2 separate regions of the Pan troglodytes genome follow, and region 1 is linked to region 2. The links are chromatin contacts, called in public Hi-C maps. All regions are on one chromosome and are shown on one strand. Each heading gives the region's core, a stretch centred on a gene start, on an enhancer-like site or on the middle of the called end of the contact. The rest is flanking DNA. Distances are from core to core; before and after follow the strand shown. Region 1 holds the start of LARGE1 (LARGE xylosyl- and glucuronyltransferase 1). Region 2 overlaps LARGE1 (LARGE xylosyl- and glucuronyltransferase 1).

Evidence for each region. Hi-C and Micro-C count contacts between places; a contact is called where the count stands out from the background.
Region 1: a Hi-C map of induced pluripotent stem cells shows a contact between it and region 2, with 3 times the contacts expected there. The contact joins the promoter of LARGE1 here to the enhancer-like site in region 2. A contact is called at or near these places in 2 of 7 Hi-C or Micro-C datasets (induced pluripotent stem cells and stem cell-derived neural progenitor cells) and 1 of 1 datasets of contacts at active chromatin or transcription factors (stem cell-derived excitatory neurons).

Annotation. Positions count from the first base shown.
Region 1 is chr23:36,014,571-36,018,201 of NHGRI_mPanTro3-v2.0_pri, reverse strand. It overlaps LARGE1 (LARGE xylosyl- and glucuronyltransferase 1), which reads left to right and starts at 2,080. Exons shown (of 15, transcript XR_010156081.1): 1 at 2,080-2,215. LOC112206719 (a long non-coding RNA gene) reads right to left here and starts at 1,049. Exons shown (of 2, transcript XR_002941175.2): 1 at 694-1,049.
Region 2 is chr23:35,401,181-35,404,751 of NHGRI_mPanTro3-v2.0_pri, reverse strand. The region is part of intron 12 of LARGE1 (LARGE xylosyl- and glucuronyltransferase 1); the gene reads left to right. Among named protein-coding and RNA genes, the nearest start is that of SYN3, 240 kb to the right of the region's middle. Within about 2 kb of position 1,306, at least 6 of the 24 cell types and tissues checked have an H3K27ac peak or open chromatin away from gene starts, as enhancers often do. A contact at or near this core is called in induced pluripotent stem cells, where this site is marked.

The sequences.
Region 1 (3,631 bases), core at 831-3,330, 610 kb before region 2:
CCGCGCGCCCCCTCCCCAGCCCATCCTTCCCCTGCCCCTTCCAAGAACTAGGGTGGGCTTCCCGCTGCCTCGCTCGAGTCCTGGAGAGCGGAGAGGCGCGCAGAGGGAAGGCAAAGACCCGGCGGCCCGCCCGGCTGGGGAGAGGTGGAGACCCGGGGGGAAGGGGACCCCAGAAGCCCTGGGACCGAGCTGCGGAAAAACCCGGGAGCTGGATCGCGCGCCCGGAGCTCCGGTCTCCGAGTCCGAGTTGTGCAGCTCTCGGCGTCCTCTTTCTCTCCCTGCCTCTCTGCTTTCGCCTCCTCTGGGTCTTCTCTCGAGGGCATCCTCCTTCCATCCATTCTCACACCCCCGCTCCTGTGCCCCGACCCATTTCACCCACTCCTCCTGTGGCTCGGGAGGACTCGCCGTACCCCCACCCTCGTCCCTAGAACTGGGAGGCTGGAAGTCCATTCAAGGGATGTTGCGCGCCGGGTTCTTATGCCAAGAGGGAAAGAGCGAGAATAAAATCAGCAGGGGAGGGGCGTGTTGTGCGTGCATGGGGTGTGTGTTTGGGGTGGGGGAAAAAGAAATGTAGTTTCCTCAGAGGAAGAGGAAGCCTTGGACAGGATTCTTGGATACCGATCCCAGAAAGATGCCGTCAGAGCCCTTCGGCGGGGCTCCTCACAGACTCCGGCTGCCCCACACCATGCCCACCTCCGAGAGAAGCTGCGACCCGAGGCGGGGAAACTTCCTACTTCTCACGACGGCTGTTTTGTGCAATTTGGGGAGCAGGCTGCATGGTCCTGCAAGCCTGCGAGCCTCTCTACCACGGCAGCTGCGGGCCCGTCCCGCTTCCCTTCCCCCTCTTTCCGCGAGGCACGCCAAGCCCGAGGCGGCCGGGAGCCGCCGGGGTTGGGGGAAGAAGGGCGGGGAGCTCCCAGCTTGCACCCTTTCATCCCGACCCGGCCCGGGATCCCGGCTCCGGGTGTTGCTTCCGCCTGCCTGCCAGCGAGCTGAAGAAGCACCGGGGCGGAGTCTCGCCGGGGGGCGGAGCCTGTGCGGGGGCGAACTCTCGGTCCGCGCGGCTGCGGCGCTTGCCATTGGCCGGCCGCTCGGTCACGGGGTCGGGGGCGGGCGCCGAGGCGGGCGCCGGCCCCGCCCCCGCTCGGAACCCAGCCCCGGCTCGCGGTCCCCCCCGGCTGCACAGACATGACACAGACACACAGTCACTGCAGCTGCTGAGCGAGTCCGGCGCTCTGGGCACGCGGAGGCGGCGGGGCCAGCCCGGAGCCCGGACCCCAGCGCCCGCGCCTGCCGGTCCCCGCGCGGCGGCCCACTCCTGGCCGGGCGCGGGAGGCGGGGATCGCGCGCCGGCTCCGGCCAGCGGCGCCCGGCTGCCCGCGGCGGCTGCAGCGGCCGCCCAGCTCCGAGCGCCGGGCGCTCCGGGAAGCCGGCGCATCTCGGAGGCGGCGGCGGCCAAGGCCGGCGAGCGCTCCCGGCGGCGGGGGCCGCCCGCCTCGGCTCCCCGCACCCACCGCGCCGCGATCCACTCGCCGCGCCTCCGCTCCCGTGACCTTCCCGGGGCGCCTCCCCTAGCCCCGCGCCCCCGGCCCCACGCCCCAGGCCGGGGCGAGGCCCTCTCCGGCGCCTCCTTCCCGCGGAGCCGCGGGCGGGCGGCGCAGGCCCTGGGGGAGAGCGCGCCGCGGCCGGCTGCAGCCCCCCCCGCGCCGCCGCGCTCGGCGCCCGGCCCGGCCAGTCTGCTCCTGCCCCGCCGCCGCGCCGGAGCCCGGGCGCCCGAAGCTGGGGGCGCGGCCGCGCTCGTCTCGCCGGGCTGTTCGCGGGCAGGCCCTGCCCTGAAGGGACGAATCGGCTTGGAGCGCGGGAGGTGGAGTCGGCCCCGGCGGTCGCTCCCTGGACCCAACCCGAGGCTGACCCAGGCCCCTGCCCATGCGGGGCGCCCCTGGCTCGGAAGAGTCCTCCGGGCCGGGAGCAGCTCCAGGCAGCGGCCCCGGAGGAAGAGGAAGAAGGGACAGTGCTCAGCTTGGGGGACCCGGACCCTCGCCGCGGCATTTGGAGCCGGGGGCAGTCCCGAACTCTGTGCTTGGCACCACCGCTCCGAGTAGGGCAGCGCCTGCCGGGACCCTGACCCGGACCCCCTGCGCCTCGTAGGCGGCGGAGCCGCCGCGCCACCCGGTTTTTCCGTGTCTCCCTCTGCCTGGCGGCAGTCACGGCCAAGGTAAGAGCCCCGGAGCGCGAGAGTCGCCGCGGGGGCGCCGTGGTGTGTAGCGCCGGACAAGTTCTCCGAACCTGTGGCTGGTACCCCCTGTACTCGGGATGCCGGCGGGGAGGCCGGGCACACCCTCTGCTGCCCCGGCCGGGAGCCCTGGAGAGGCTGGAGGTGGAAGCCCCTAGTCTCCGAAGTCCCCAGGACCCCCTCAGGGCCTGCTTGGCTTCTGGGCACACAGGCTGCTGGCAGGGAGCGAGCCAGGAGGAGTTTCTGGTTAACACCACGAGGGCATGTGACCGATACCCGCACCCCCGGCCCTCTTGTTAGCGGTGAGCACCTGTGGTTTGCGGAGCCTGCCGTGTTTGGAGAGGGCCCTGTTGGGCGGTACGCAACTACCTTTCGTGGTGTGATGCTGTGAATAACTTTTCTTGTTCCTTCTTGCAGACAGTCCTGCGCAATTTGGGGGCGAGCAGCCACAGCTTGCGAGTCCCTCTTTAGGACAGAGTGGTTGGTTGGCATTGCTATCTGTAGGGGGGAAGCCCAGCCAGCATGTCTTTCCTGTTAGGCAAAGCTGCTTGTGAGGAGTGATCAGTGTATAGCTATCCAGACATTCTTGTAAATGTCACTGCTTTTGAAGTTTTGGAGTGAGGACTCCAAAGTTTGTGTATCCTCAAGTTATTTTGTTCATTGCCTTATCCTCTTTTAAATGTTCCTCTTAAGGAACCTCAGTTGTACAAGCCTGTCCTTGCCTGTTTGAAATTTATTAAACCTGTGAGCTTCCCCCAGAACAATCTGATTTTAAATGGGTCACTTCGGAGGGAACAGATTGTCTCTTGCACAGTGAATCCATCCCTTGGGTGACCCTGTTTAATGGGGTTGGACTCTTTTTTTTTTTTTTTTCGTCTCTGTGCTGATGTGCCTCGGTTGAGCAGGTTTCTGCTGAATTCAGAATCCGTGAATTTTGTCACTCAGTCCATTAAAATGATCTCCTGAGGGAGCAAAATAGCAGCTTACATTTTTCGTGAATGTCACTGGAAGTTTTACAGGGTCTTATGTAAGTGCCCAGAGAGAGAGAGAGAGGAGGGAGTGGGGGGAGATCAGGCTCCTGCTTCCTTCAAGGGGAGAAACGGAGGGGGTGGCAGGTGGGGGCGTCCGCCTCCCTGACATGCAGATGCCTTTCTTCTCTGACACAGGTGTGGAGACCTGAAGTGCTTATCATTCCGTGGAGGCAGTCACCTCAGGTTAATTTTTCTTCTCACTTCTCCTGTCTTCCCACCTCAGGAGTCAGCTTTGATAGACTTAAGATAAGGAAAGCTTCTAAATTAAGAAGGGAACAAGTGGTGGTGGTTTCTTCTCCCATCCCTCACAAATGGGTGACATGAATGAATTACTCACTGGCACGCTTGGTCCTCACTAGGGGTAAAA
Region 2 (3,571 bases), core at 57-2,556:
AGGAAAACATACCCTCCTTCTTCTGGTTTTGGACCAGACAACCTTCATATAACCCAAGAAAGATTATTGCCCAGTCTTTTAAACAAATCTAAGTGATGATGATGCCTAGTGCTTATGGAAGTGTTTGCTGCGCGCCAGGCACTGTTCTGAGTGCTTGAGAGGTAGGATCTCATTTCCTCCCCCAAAGTCCCTGCCGTGGGTAGTATTATCACCTTCCTTTTCTAAATGGGGAACTGTGGGACCGAGACCAGGAGCCGTTGGCCCGGGGTTACTCATCTAGGAAAGGGAAACTGGGGTGGAAACAGCCAGTCTGACTGCAGAGCCAAGTGCATAAGCACCATCACAACTGCTTCTGTGAATCTCCAGTGTCCCTTTCCAGCTCCCCCCACATCATGGGACGGGGTGTCAGCAGCTGGAGAAAGCACTCGGCTAATGGAAGTCTTAGATGGCTGTGTGAAGAGTGTGTTTATTACAGAATAGTACACAATTCGGACTGATAGGAGCCATGGAAGTCATATGGCCCAAAGGTCCCATTTCACACATGAGAAAACTAAAGTCACACGGTATCATGGTCCAATGACATTTTAAAAAATCCTTTATTTACTGCCATTGGTCAGCATGAATTATGCCAATACCTAGTGAGTGCCTGCCTAGATCCAGGTACCATGAGAGGTGATTTGCATATATCATCCCATTGGTTCTACACATCGAACCCAGAGGCAGGTATAGCTACTTGCATTCTACAGGGAGGAAGAGTGGGGCCCAGAGAAGCAAAATAACAGTTCAAGTCCAGAGAGCTCACGCCAGGGTGTGAACCAGCGTCTGCAGCCCCAGGTCTGCCGGTCACCCTGCTACACATTGTTGGGCTGCGCTGGGGTTTCTGTTTGTCCCAAACCAGGGAAGGTCTGATTTCTTTCTCTCTTGTTCTCTTGCTCTCCCTCCCTCCCTCTGACTCTGTCTCTCTGTCTCTTAGTATCTTTCTTACTGCCTCTGTCTCTTTCTCTCTTAAAAGAGCTTCTAGGAGTCTTTAAACTGTCGGGAAGCCAAAGCGTAGGTTTAGCCTGCGTACCCTCCGTGCCCTGCGCTGTCTGGAGCAAGGTCAGGCAGCCTGTGTTCTCTCTCCAGCTTCTGAGTCCGTGTCCTTCCAGGGACATCTCCGGGTTTCCTAGTGTTAATCCCTCCCCTGGGGCGGGAGGAGTCCCTACCAGACTCTGTTAAAAACAGTAGGGTCAGCGACCCCTAGGCAGCATGACCCTGAATCGGGAATGGGAGGTGCTGTGGTACCCAGCACCATGAGCCTCAACCCCTGACCCACCAGGCTGCAGAAACGGAGCACTCCCTCCAGCCCCAGCGCCTGTGCCAGTGCCTGCTGGGTCTTAGAATCCAGTGTGTGGAGCCAGGGTGCCCCCATGTGGCCAGACGGGGCTTGCAGCCTCTGATGCCTGCAGATTCTGAAACTTGGGCAGCTTCCAGGATGACAGGCTCCCAAGGGAACAGATAGATGATGGGAGTGAGTGCCACCCTAGACTAAGAAAAGAGGCTTCAGGATTGGACCCCTGCCCACCCTCCACCCCTCTGGGACTCTTCTTTGCTCCAGCCAGTTGAAAGTGAGCTGGCCCCATATGAGTCTGTGGTCTCTACTCCCTGTGCAAGGACTATTTAATTATTTGACCTCATGGGCATCAAGTTTTATAAAACAATACGTATGAACAGTTTTTTTCTTTGTCTTTCTATGTTTTATTAATTAAAGACATCGTTCACTGCTAATCCAGACCCTACTTGAAGTGAGGTAGCTAGTGTGCCCTTCTACTTAGCATTTGCTTAATGCAGAGTCACTTGAGGTGGTAGTTGGCCTTAGCTACCTTATCACAAGAAGGTATGTGGTTCCCCTCAGGGGTTTTGAAATATTGCAAATTGCTTTTAAAACTTTATTACTTTCTTCCCAGACTTTTCCCAAGAATGCTGAGTACAATTCAATAGAGAGACCGGAGCCCTGGTCTCAGGGAGCCAGTCGTCTCTCCACACAATCTTGCCATTATTGCTTTAGGGAGGCAGGGAAGGTTACTAGGTATTCATATTTTTCAAGAGGAGTTGGGAATCTGGATTTTCATATAAAATGTTTTTTTAATGTTGGCAACTAATTTTTAAAAATTGTTTTTAGATGATGATTTGGAGCAAAAAAATCATTTCAAATGCTGTTGAGGCCGACAAAATATGCCTTCAGGCTGCCTTGACCCTCACACCCCCACCCCAAACTACCAGAGTGTAACCTCTGACCTAGACAATTCCTAGGCACCAAAGTATTTATGAGAATCAATGAGGAATGTCATTCTCTCGGAAGCCCCAAATAAGCAGACACTGTTCTTTTCATATGACATAATCATATCAACTTACCCTTGGCTTCAGGGACATTTTTTCTGGTGAGTAGATGGATTCGTTTCTGACCCAGACATTACCAGTGGATGCCCCTTGTGCACACCATAGCATCACTGGTGGGAGTTGAGGTTAAGGGTGCTGTTTGCTGTGGCAGCTGAGGACTCCAATGAAGCCCCCAGACCCTTCTAGAAACTGACTTTCTCAGCACTGATCTCCCATAAAATTCTGTACCCAAGCTCTGTCAAGATATTAATATTGGCCAGGTGCAGTGGCTAACACCTGTCACCCAGCATTTTAGGAGGCTGAGGTGGGAGAATTGCTTGAACCCAGGAATTCGAGACCAGCCTGAGCAATATAGTGAGACCCCATCTCTACAAAAAATTTCAAAAATTGGCGAGGCACGGTGGCTCACGCCTGTAATCCCAGCACTTTGGGAGGCCGAGGCGGGTGAATCACGAGGTCAGAAGATCGAGACCATCCTGGCCAACATGGTGAAACCCCATCTCTACTGAAATACCATAAATTAGCTGGGCATGGTGGTGCACGCCTGTAGTCCCAGCTACTCGGGAGGCTGAGGCAGGGGAATCGCTTGAACCCCGGAAGGCAGAGGTTGCAGTGAGCTGACATCGCACTACTGCACTCCAGCCTGGCAACAGAGTGAGACTCCATCTCCAAAAAAAAGAAAAAAAATTGCTGAGCATTGTGGAACATGCCTGTTGTTTCAGCGACTCGGGAGGTTGAGACAGGATGATCTCCTGAGCCCAGGCAGTTGAAGCTAGAGTGAGCCATGATTGTGCCACTGCACTCCATCCTGAACAGCAGGGCAACACCCTATCTCAAAAAAACACATTTGTTAATTACTTAAGAATGATGACAGTTACAAGTTACTGAGCCCTTACCATGTGCCAGAAACCCTGCCAGCTGCACTCTGTCATTACCTCTGTTCTTCACACTGCTCTTTAAGGTAACTACCATTACAGGTGACCAAACTGAGGCCCCAGAGAGGTTAAATGTTAGCGTTAGAGGATGAGGAAAGCAGCCTTCCTCCATGCCAGCCTGCTCACTCTGTGGAAGGGGCCAGGTTACTCCCAAACCCCCAGGGTACCAGAGCAGGCCGACCGGCAGCCCTCGGCTTGTACCCCCAAACACTGATTTATATCACCTTTTTTGGGGTTCTATTTGGTTACCAAAAAAA